Linked DNA regions of Mus musculus: region 2 is linked to region 1. The links are chromatin contacts, called in public ChIA-PET maps. All regions are on one chromosome and are shown on one strand. The core of a region is the stretch at or near the end of the contact, and the rest is flanking DNA. Distances in the headings are between cores, read along the strand shown.

Region 1 (3,812 bases), core at 426-2,925:
ATGTAGAATTGATGCCTTTTTTATTTAAAACAGCCCAACACTTAAGATATCAGATAGGTGTAAAATTCAATAGTTATTTAGAAGGAGGAAGATTTTTCCTGTTCCTAACAGTCTGAGTTATTTTGAATTGATGTATCCAAGGAAATGAGTGTGTTGGAAAGCAACACCATTGTGCCAGCAAAATTATCAGATTTTTAAAATTTCAGGTCAGCATGGTTTTGTTACTTTAGAATAAAGCACATGTTTGCAAGCCACGATGGTCACAATGGAGTGGGCAAAACTGTTGAAGACAGCGTATTTCAGAAGATTTCCCCTAGTGATCCACATTGTCCCCAGCTCCCAACGTCATTGTCACCCATGTGTCTCTGGTTGCCTATGGCTGTTGGTAAAATTCCTTTAACAAGCTTCATTGTGTCCCAGCGTTTCGGCTGGGCATGACATAGTGCTTTGTGCTGTTAGAACCTTAGCAGAGTCAGGTAATTTCCGGGTAGTAGTCAGTTGTGTGCATCTGAGTCTGTCATAGCATCCTACACTCAGCACTTTGCCACTAATTTGTATTACACTCTGTGGCCATATAATACCTGCACATTATGCAAAAAATGTTGTTGACAGTATCTTCTTGCCACACAATATGCAGAGTTGACACATAACCTTTGAAAACAAAGGTGACTAGTATGTGTGCCCTACCTGTGTGGCACTTAGTAACAAAGTCTGTACATATGTATAAAATGCGTATTGACTGGCATTTAGTACTATGAAATTCTGAGCTTAAGCGTCTGCCCCTAGTAGTATCTATAGTTAACAATGCATATTGAAAATACATAGCTTAAATAAAAAAAAATTTAAATGGTTCAGAAGTGATTGGAAATGAGTGTCCCACACCTGCTATTATTAAATTCTTCCCTGGTCCCAGTTGTTCACATTTGGCTAACAAGGTCCTTGATTGTCACAGTATTTTCAATAAATGAGCTATTATGAACTGCCTGGTGATATTTTCAGCAAGAGCAACTAAAATGTGTATGGCCTGTGCTATATAGCCATGGAGGAGATGGGACTGTGCTAAAGCCAGCCAGAAATGTGGATGGCAGTGTGGGAACCCAGCAGCTCCATAGCCATCAAAAAACGGTCATAGAAAGAAGTCTCTCAAGGGCCTATTCTTGGATTCAGTGTTCCCTCAGAAGCAATCCTTTAAATGTAAATAGTGAATACTTGCATGTCTTTGGACAAAAGCTGAGCTACAATCTATTAAAATGCACAATTTTTGATAAAATATAAAGTGCCCTCTAACAAAATGTGGTGGAAGGTGTGTGTTAAGAATACTATACCTGTTTAACAATACCATATGCTAAATAAAAATAGTTTGGAATTAATGTTTAAAACATGAGCAACATTTTTAAGCCTTTCTTATATTCTTCTACATATATGTATATTATACACACACACTTAATTTTATGAAAAGAACACTAGTAAAGTTAAATTGCAGCTATTTTCTTTGAGCCAAAGATGGGTATGAAGTCATCTTTTCCTATGGGCTATTTCCAACTGCTAATATAACTACTGTAACTAAACCACTTGACTTGGGCTTGGCTTTAATCGTGGCTGGTGAGAGATACAGTGGAACTGTGTACAAGGTAAGAGCCAAGACAAGCCGTCTATTCTGCACCCGGTTAAATGCTGAACATCACTTCATTGCTGCAAACTCAGTCAGAGATACATTCCAATAAGGCTTCATTCTGGTGACAGTCTTTAAATCATGCTTCAACATCCTCCAAGAAAGAAGTGATGTCTATCACTGTGTGGTCCCCACCCAGCAACCCCCCCACCCCCCGTGAAAGATCTGACAGTTCCTGTTAGGTCAGGATGCTAAAGTACACATAACACATACGTGTGTGTGTGTGTGTGTGTGTGTGTGTGTGTGTGTGTGTGTGTGTGTGTGTGTGAACGCATTACCTCTGTAACAAGACAATGCAAAGGAGCATTTTGTCCAGGGCACCAACCTGCTGAACAGCATCTCCATTGTGGAGATAGGTTTCACAGCCAGTCACTCGCAGTTTTAACTTTGATACAAAGGCAGCCTACTGGCTGAGGCCTCGCTATTAGCATTGTCCTCCAACATGTTTTAAGCTGAGAGCAAAATTTGAAGAGTGCTTCATTTTCTAAGACTTCCCTGTGTCTTATTTAAAGCTCTCCATTCCACTAGGAGGCATTTCCGGCAGACACCAACATTCTCACTTCAAAGGCATGGGAACATGAAAGTTCAAATATGTTAACTGACTTGTTCAGCTACAAAGAGGCCACATGAACCTCAAATCCAATCCCCCCATCTCCCCCAACATTTCTCCAGCACAGTGAGAATTCAATGCAATTCCGTTCTTCCACAGACACAAAGCAACATGTATTTTGTTAAAAGAGGAAGTTGAACACTGATTTAAGCCGAGTTTAAGAGATGTTTCGCCCTGGAATACAACTCCAAATTCTGCTCTTTGTATAAATGAGAGATATACTCACCAATTTTCTTCTCATAAAAAAAACTATTAGGAAAATTGTGAAAAACAAAAACACAAAAAAAGAAAACATAGAAAAGAAAAAAACTGTAGTCACCTTCCAACTCAGCAATTTTAACATTTTTCTATTTATACTTTATGAAACTCTCTGAAATTAATACAAAGCATCTACAAGAAGAACCCAGCTGTTAGGCAGGTTTCACCTATCATAATACTGCAACATCATGTTACATTTTTTGGTCAAGTAATGAATCTTTTAATTTCTCTTTTCAAAAATTAAAATATTGGTTTTTGTTCCCCAGAGCTTTCTGAGAATTTTCCAAAAGCCACGTTTTTAAGAGAACCCCACAAATATTTGTAAGAGAAAAAGCAGAGGCAGGCCAGCCTCCCTCTATTTATAAACAGTCCGTGCTTTCAAATCGGTTCAGAAAACTAAAGTACATAATTTTCAGTTCTGCATAATAAAATATGTAATTAAGCAACATTCCACAGTGGATTAAAGAATTAAAAGCTTCAGGTGCAGAAAAGAATTTGTTGGCATTTTCACTTTCAAGGTGGTATTTTGAGGTGTTGCTTTCTGCTTTCCTTTGACATCTTATACACAAATAAATAGACAGAAGCAGGTGAGAGACAGAGAAAATGGAGAATTGGCTCCACTACAATAGACCCGAAGAAACATAGGGAAGATGTTTGTAATGTGTCCAAGGAAAGGAAATTGAAAAGGACAGGATTTTTCTTTGCCGATAAAAAAAATAAATAAATCTTCAAACTGGGTTTGTTTATCAAGAAATATGAATCCCATAGTAAAAAGGCTGGACTGGGCAGTGCCTACATCCCAACTGCACTCATGAATTCATACAGCAAATGGTGCACTTCAGAAAACTTACTCTTCAAAATAAGAACTCAGTTTCACAAATAGTTACTGAAGTTTGTGGAGGCAGTTTTCTTATTTTTAAAGGATAATATGTCAAATAAAATCAAACCACTCGGATGTCAGAATTCAGACATTCACATTAATAGGGTTCCATGTAATACATAAACTGCAGCTATGCACAGTTGTACATTCGAATAAATTTACTATCAGAGTCTTGTATTTTCAAATCCTGCCACAGAAATACATTTAGTGGAGAAATGAATGAATGAATGAATGAATGAGAACAGACAATGTAGGAAAAATTTTGATCATGCAGAATGGAATAAGAATCACATTCTATAGACAGCCCCCTTCATGGTGCATTTTAATTTTCTTTTTGAAATCATGCTCATTATTGATTTGTGTGTATGTGTGTGTGTGTGTGTGTGTGTGTG
Region 2 (3,812 bases), core at 491-2,990, 730 kb before region 1:
ATATCTGAAATGCCAGGTTCGTTGGGTTTAAGAATGGGGACAGGGAGGGGAGAGTGTGCACGTTGAATTCTAACACCTAAGGCAAATTCCGAATCCTCGTGAGCATGATGCCAGTCCCAGCTATGGCTTGTCTCAAACAAACAGAAATGTAGAACCTGGGATATTTCCTATGCTCATAACAGGCAGAGTCTGCTAGATTTCACTGAACTTTAACAGAAGAAGAAAAGACAGATGCTGCTGCTCTCTTTTTCATTATATGGATGCTAATAGAAGAGAGTCTACCAGGGGCCTAAATAATACCTACTTCTCAGGTGACTTGTGCTGCTGCTGTCTAAAGATGCAATTTTTCTCTTTCAAATTGGGAACGCTGCTACCCAGTCCAACAAAACCTCACTGGGTTATAGATGGGAGAGATTAGGCTTCATTTGGTGACTGTGATGTTGCTGGAAGAAACTTGAAAGACAAATGTCTGCCTTAAATGCCCAGGCAGAGACAGATGGCTTGGAATCAGCACTGTAGGAAATCAGCAGCTCGGGCTGCAGAGCCTCGGAGTCTCCTTACCTGAAGTGATCGTCTTTACTTTGCTTCCCACTTAACTCAAGAACTCATTTTCTCTTTCTAAGAACTTAGAAATATAAATTCCTTAAAAGAAATGCACATATATGGTCATGAAAAGTCACATTCATACTGACATTCATGCATGCATCTGGAACTCTCAAAGCATCCTTGTCCTTTTGGGGGGCATCGAGAGGTATTGTGATGACAAGTATCTATGGTTTTAATATCATATTCCCTATGCGTCACACTCTGTTCTCCATGCTCTTTATATTAGTTCATTTAGCCCTCACAGCAGCCCTGTGGTGTCATGATTATTATTATTGTGCCCAGTTTATAGATGAGTAAAGTAAGTCAGGTTGACAAACTTGTTCAATGTCACTGTACTGGCTATGAGTTTTATTCTCAATGCTTTATTTGTAATGCTTTTAACCTTAAGAATCATGATGTTAGGGAGACTGCCCTTTCTAGTGACAGGAAACTTTAGAGTTAATAAAGAATTAATGGTAGGTGTGCATCTTTTGTATGCAGGAATCCCTAGACTTTTCTCCCAAGGAGCTCTCATCTAACTCACATCCCAAGTAATATTTCTCCTTCAGAACCAGGTGCCAAATAATAGAAAACCTTCCTGTAGCCAAAAGCCCACCGCAAATATTCATATTCACCAGTCTTAACTCCTTTATTTTATCCCCACTGCCTTTGACCGCAAAAGCCACAGTGCAAGTTCTGGACCAACTCGACTGACACCAGTTCTACCTCCTGCCTGTATAAGAATCTTCCTTCTCTAGCTCAGTGGGATGGGCCCCATCTCTCATTTCTAGGGCTACATTAAACTTACCTTCCAAGGGCAATCATCTCTTTGTGTCAACACTCAGCCCGTTTTATAAATTAAGACTTGAACTCCAGTTAGCGGAAGTATGACTCTGAGCATGAATTAGACTCCAGAGTTGGTGCTGTGACATACCTGTCAGTTTGCTATGAGTGAGACACTTATTTTAAAGAGCTCATAGTCTTGTGCTGGCTTGGTTTGAAAGAAGTAGGTCACTACCATCATGCCATGGCTAGCTTACTGTTGTGGTTTGAATCGAAAATGCTCTCTACCTGCTTCTGTTTTGAACATTGGTTCCACAGGCGTTTACGGTGCTACTGTTGGGGGCTGTGGTATCTTTGAGAAGCAGAATCTAGCTAGTAGAAGTAGGCCTGTAGAGAAGGCCTTTGAAGGCTACACCTCATTTGACTTCCTGTCACTCTCTCTGCTTCCTGGCCGCATGTTTCTGATGCTGTAGTATCTTATTCAAGCTCAGGAGACAAACAACTATGAAATAAACCCTTTGGGGTCAAAAGCGAAATTGAAATTGTTCTCCCTCATATTGCTTCTCTCAGACATTTTGGTTACAACGAAAATTAAATAATAAATACATTCCATGTTACTCTCAACGTGAGGGGATAAAAACACTTCGGTTTAAGTTGTATTTACTAGCACTTGCGTTAACTTGCTGCATGGTTCTAGTATGTCAAGCAATGTTTAAGCACTCATTATGCACCTGTTTTGTCAGTTTTGAGATGTACAAAAAGGAATAGGAATAGAATGAACCCTTGAGTACTGGGCAAAGGACACCAGCACATAAAATTAGATGAAAGGTAATAGACAGCTTTAAACACAGCAGAGTGGCTCAGATTGCTGATGTAATACCCCTGTGAAATCAGAACAGGTGAGTGTAGGTTTCCTGTGAATAATAGAGAGATTTTTTTTTTTTGGAAAATGGAACAGGGTTATAAACAGGGGCAGAGTGTGGATAATTATTTGGAGGAACAGAACCAGCAAAGATTTTGAGATTTGTTACACATATCTGATGAAGTAGTTAGTGTGATGGATCATTTTAATTGTCAGCTTGACACAACCTAAGGTTTGGGAAGTGAGGCTCAATGAGATATTGTCTAGGTCAGGTTGGTTTGTGGACATGCCCATTGCTATCCTGATCATGTTAATTGATGTGTGAAAACCCACCACTGTGGGAGGCACTATTCCCTAGCCAAGGAATCCTGAACTGTAAGAGTAGAGAGAACCAGCTGAGCGCAAACTAGTATGAATTATTTCTCTATGTTCTTGACTTATGTGACCTGTTCAAAGTTCCTGTTTTATCACAGCAAAAAAAAAAAAAAAGATATAGCTAATATGCTTGAATCCTCAAAGCTATAATTGTGCTCTTCATCAAAACTGAGGACAAACTATCTTCAGAATTTCAAGAAGTAGAGTGTTCATTCTTCACACTTAACAGTCCTAAGCATAGATCTTGAGTTGATAATAATAATAGAGCAATTGTATGTCTTTGGGCAAGTTATTAAAGCATTCTGAAATTTCATGAGAACAAAATTTACTTAATGTAGAATACAATTCAGGCAAAATGAAAGCTCCTTCTACTCTTTCTGAACCCTATCATTCATATATATATATAAGAAAATACCCCAGGCCATGGCTGCATGACACAAATATTCCAAATATGCCTTTGTTGATACCTGGTAGCAGTATGAAAGTGCCAAACAGGAACTGAACAATACTCAGCTTTACTCCTTATTTGAAGGAGACAGCTTGCTGATTGCTTCAGCAGAAGTCTGAGTACAGTTTATGGCAGAGCATTATTTTTGCCATGCATAGATGTAGAACAAAAAGTAGAATGACCCATGGTTTTCACTTGCTCTTTGTCATCAAATCCTAGGCATATATATATATATATATATATATATATACCTCCCTTTTTGATGCTGTACCTGATTTCCCTATGAATGGATATGTCCCATTTCATGAGTGTTTGTGCCATGTTTTTGAGGTGTTTGGCATCTATATATCACAGGGACTTTGATCTTTGACTTGCTGAGTGCTTTCTTATTTGAACCCAACTCCTCTGGACCTTGCTTTTCTTTTTTCCCTTGTCAAAGGTTGAAATTATCAAGCCAAATATGACTGGGCACACCTGTAATCCAGCTGAGGCAGGATTGATATCCAGACCAGGCTGTGATACATAACAAAACCCTGTTTTTATATCCAACAAATAAAAACAAAGAAGTAGCCATAAATAAAAGTTTAAAAAAAAAAGTTGGATCAATTACTGATCTTCAGCTCCAGTGAGAAACTTTTTGTTATTAGCTTATCACATGCTATAGGCCTACATGGATCTATTTACCCATGCATCCATCCATCAATCCATCCATGCCTCCATGCACCCATGCATCCATGCATAGTAGATAAGCAGAATGAA

What was found. ChIA-PET counts read pairs in DNA pulled down with a chosen protein or histone mark.
Region 2: a contact with region 1 is called in an RNA polymerase II ChIA-PET map of CD8 T cells, with 9 times the contacts expected there. The contact joins two enhancer-like sites. A contact is called at or near these places in 3 of 484 Hi-C or Micro-C datasets (CD4 T cells and cerebral cortex), 6 of 115 datasets of contacts at active chromatin or transcription factors (CD8 T cells, SST interneurons, astrocytes and 3 more) and 2 of 9 other capture datasets (embryonic stem cells and embryonic tail).

What each region holds. Positions count from the first base shown.
Region 1 is chr17:51,733,759-51,737,570 of GRCm38.p6, reverse strand. It overlaps Satb1 (special AT-rich sequence binding protein 1), which reads left to right. Exons shown (of 11, transcript NM_009122.2): 11 at 1-1,384. Among named protein-coding and RNA genes, the nearest start is that of Satb1, 97 kb to the left of the region's middle. Within about 2 kb of position 1,675, at least 6 of the 459 cell types and tissues checked have an H3K27ac peak or open chromatin away from gene starts, as enhancers often do. A contact at or near this core is called in CD8 T cells, where this site is marked.
Region 2 is chr17:52,466,514-52,470,325 of GRCm38.p6, reverse strand. No RefSeq gene overlaps it. Among named protein-coding and RNA genes, the nearest start is that of Gm27217, 130 kb to the left of the region's middle. Within about 2 kb of position 1,740, at least 32 of the 459 cell types and tissues checked have an H3K27ac peak or open chromatin away from gene starts, as enhancers often do. A contact at or near this core is called in CD8 T cells, where this site is marked.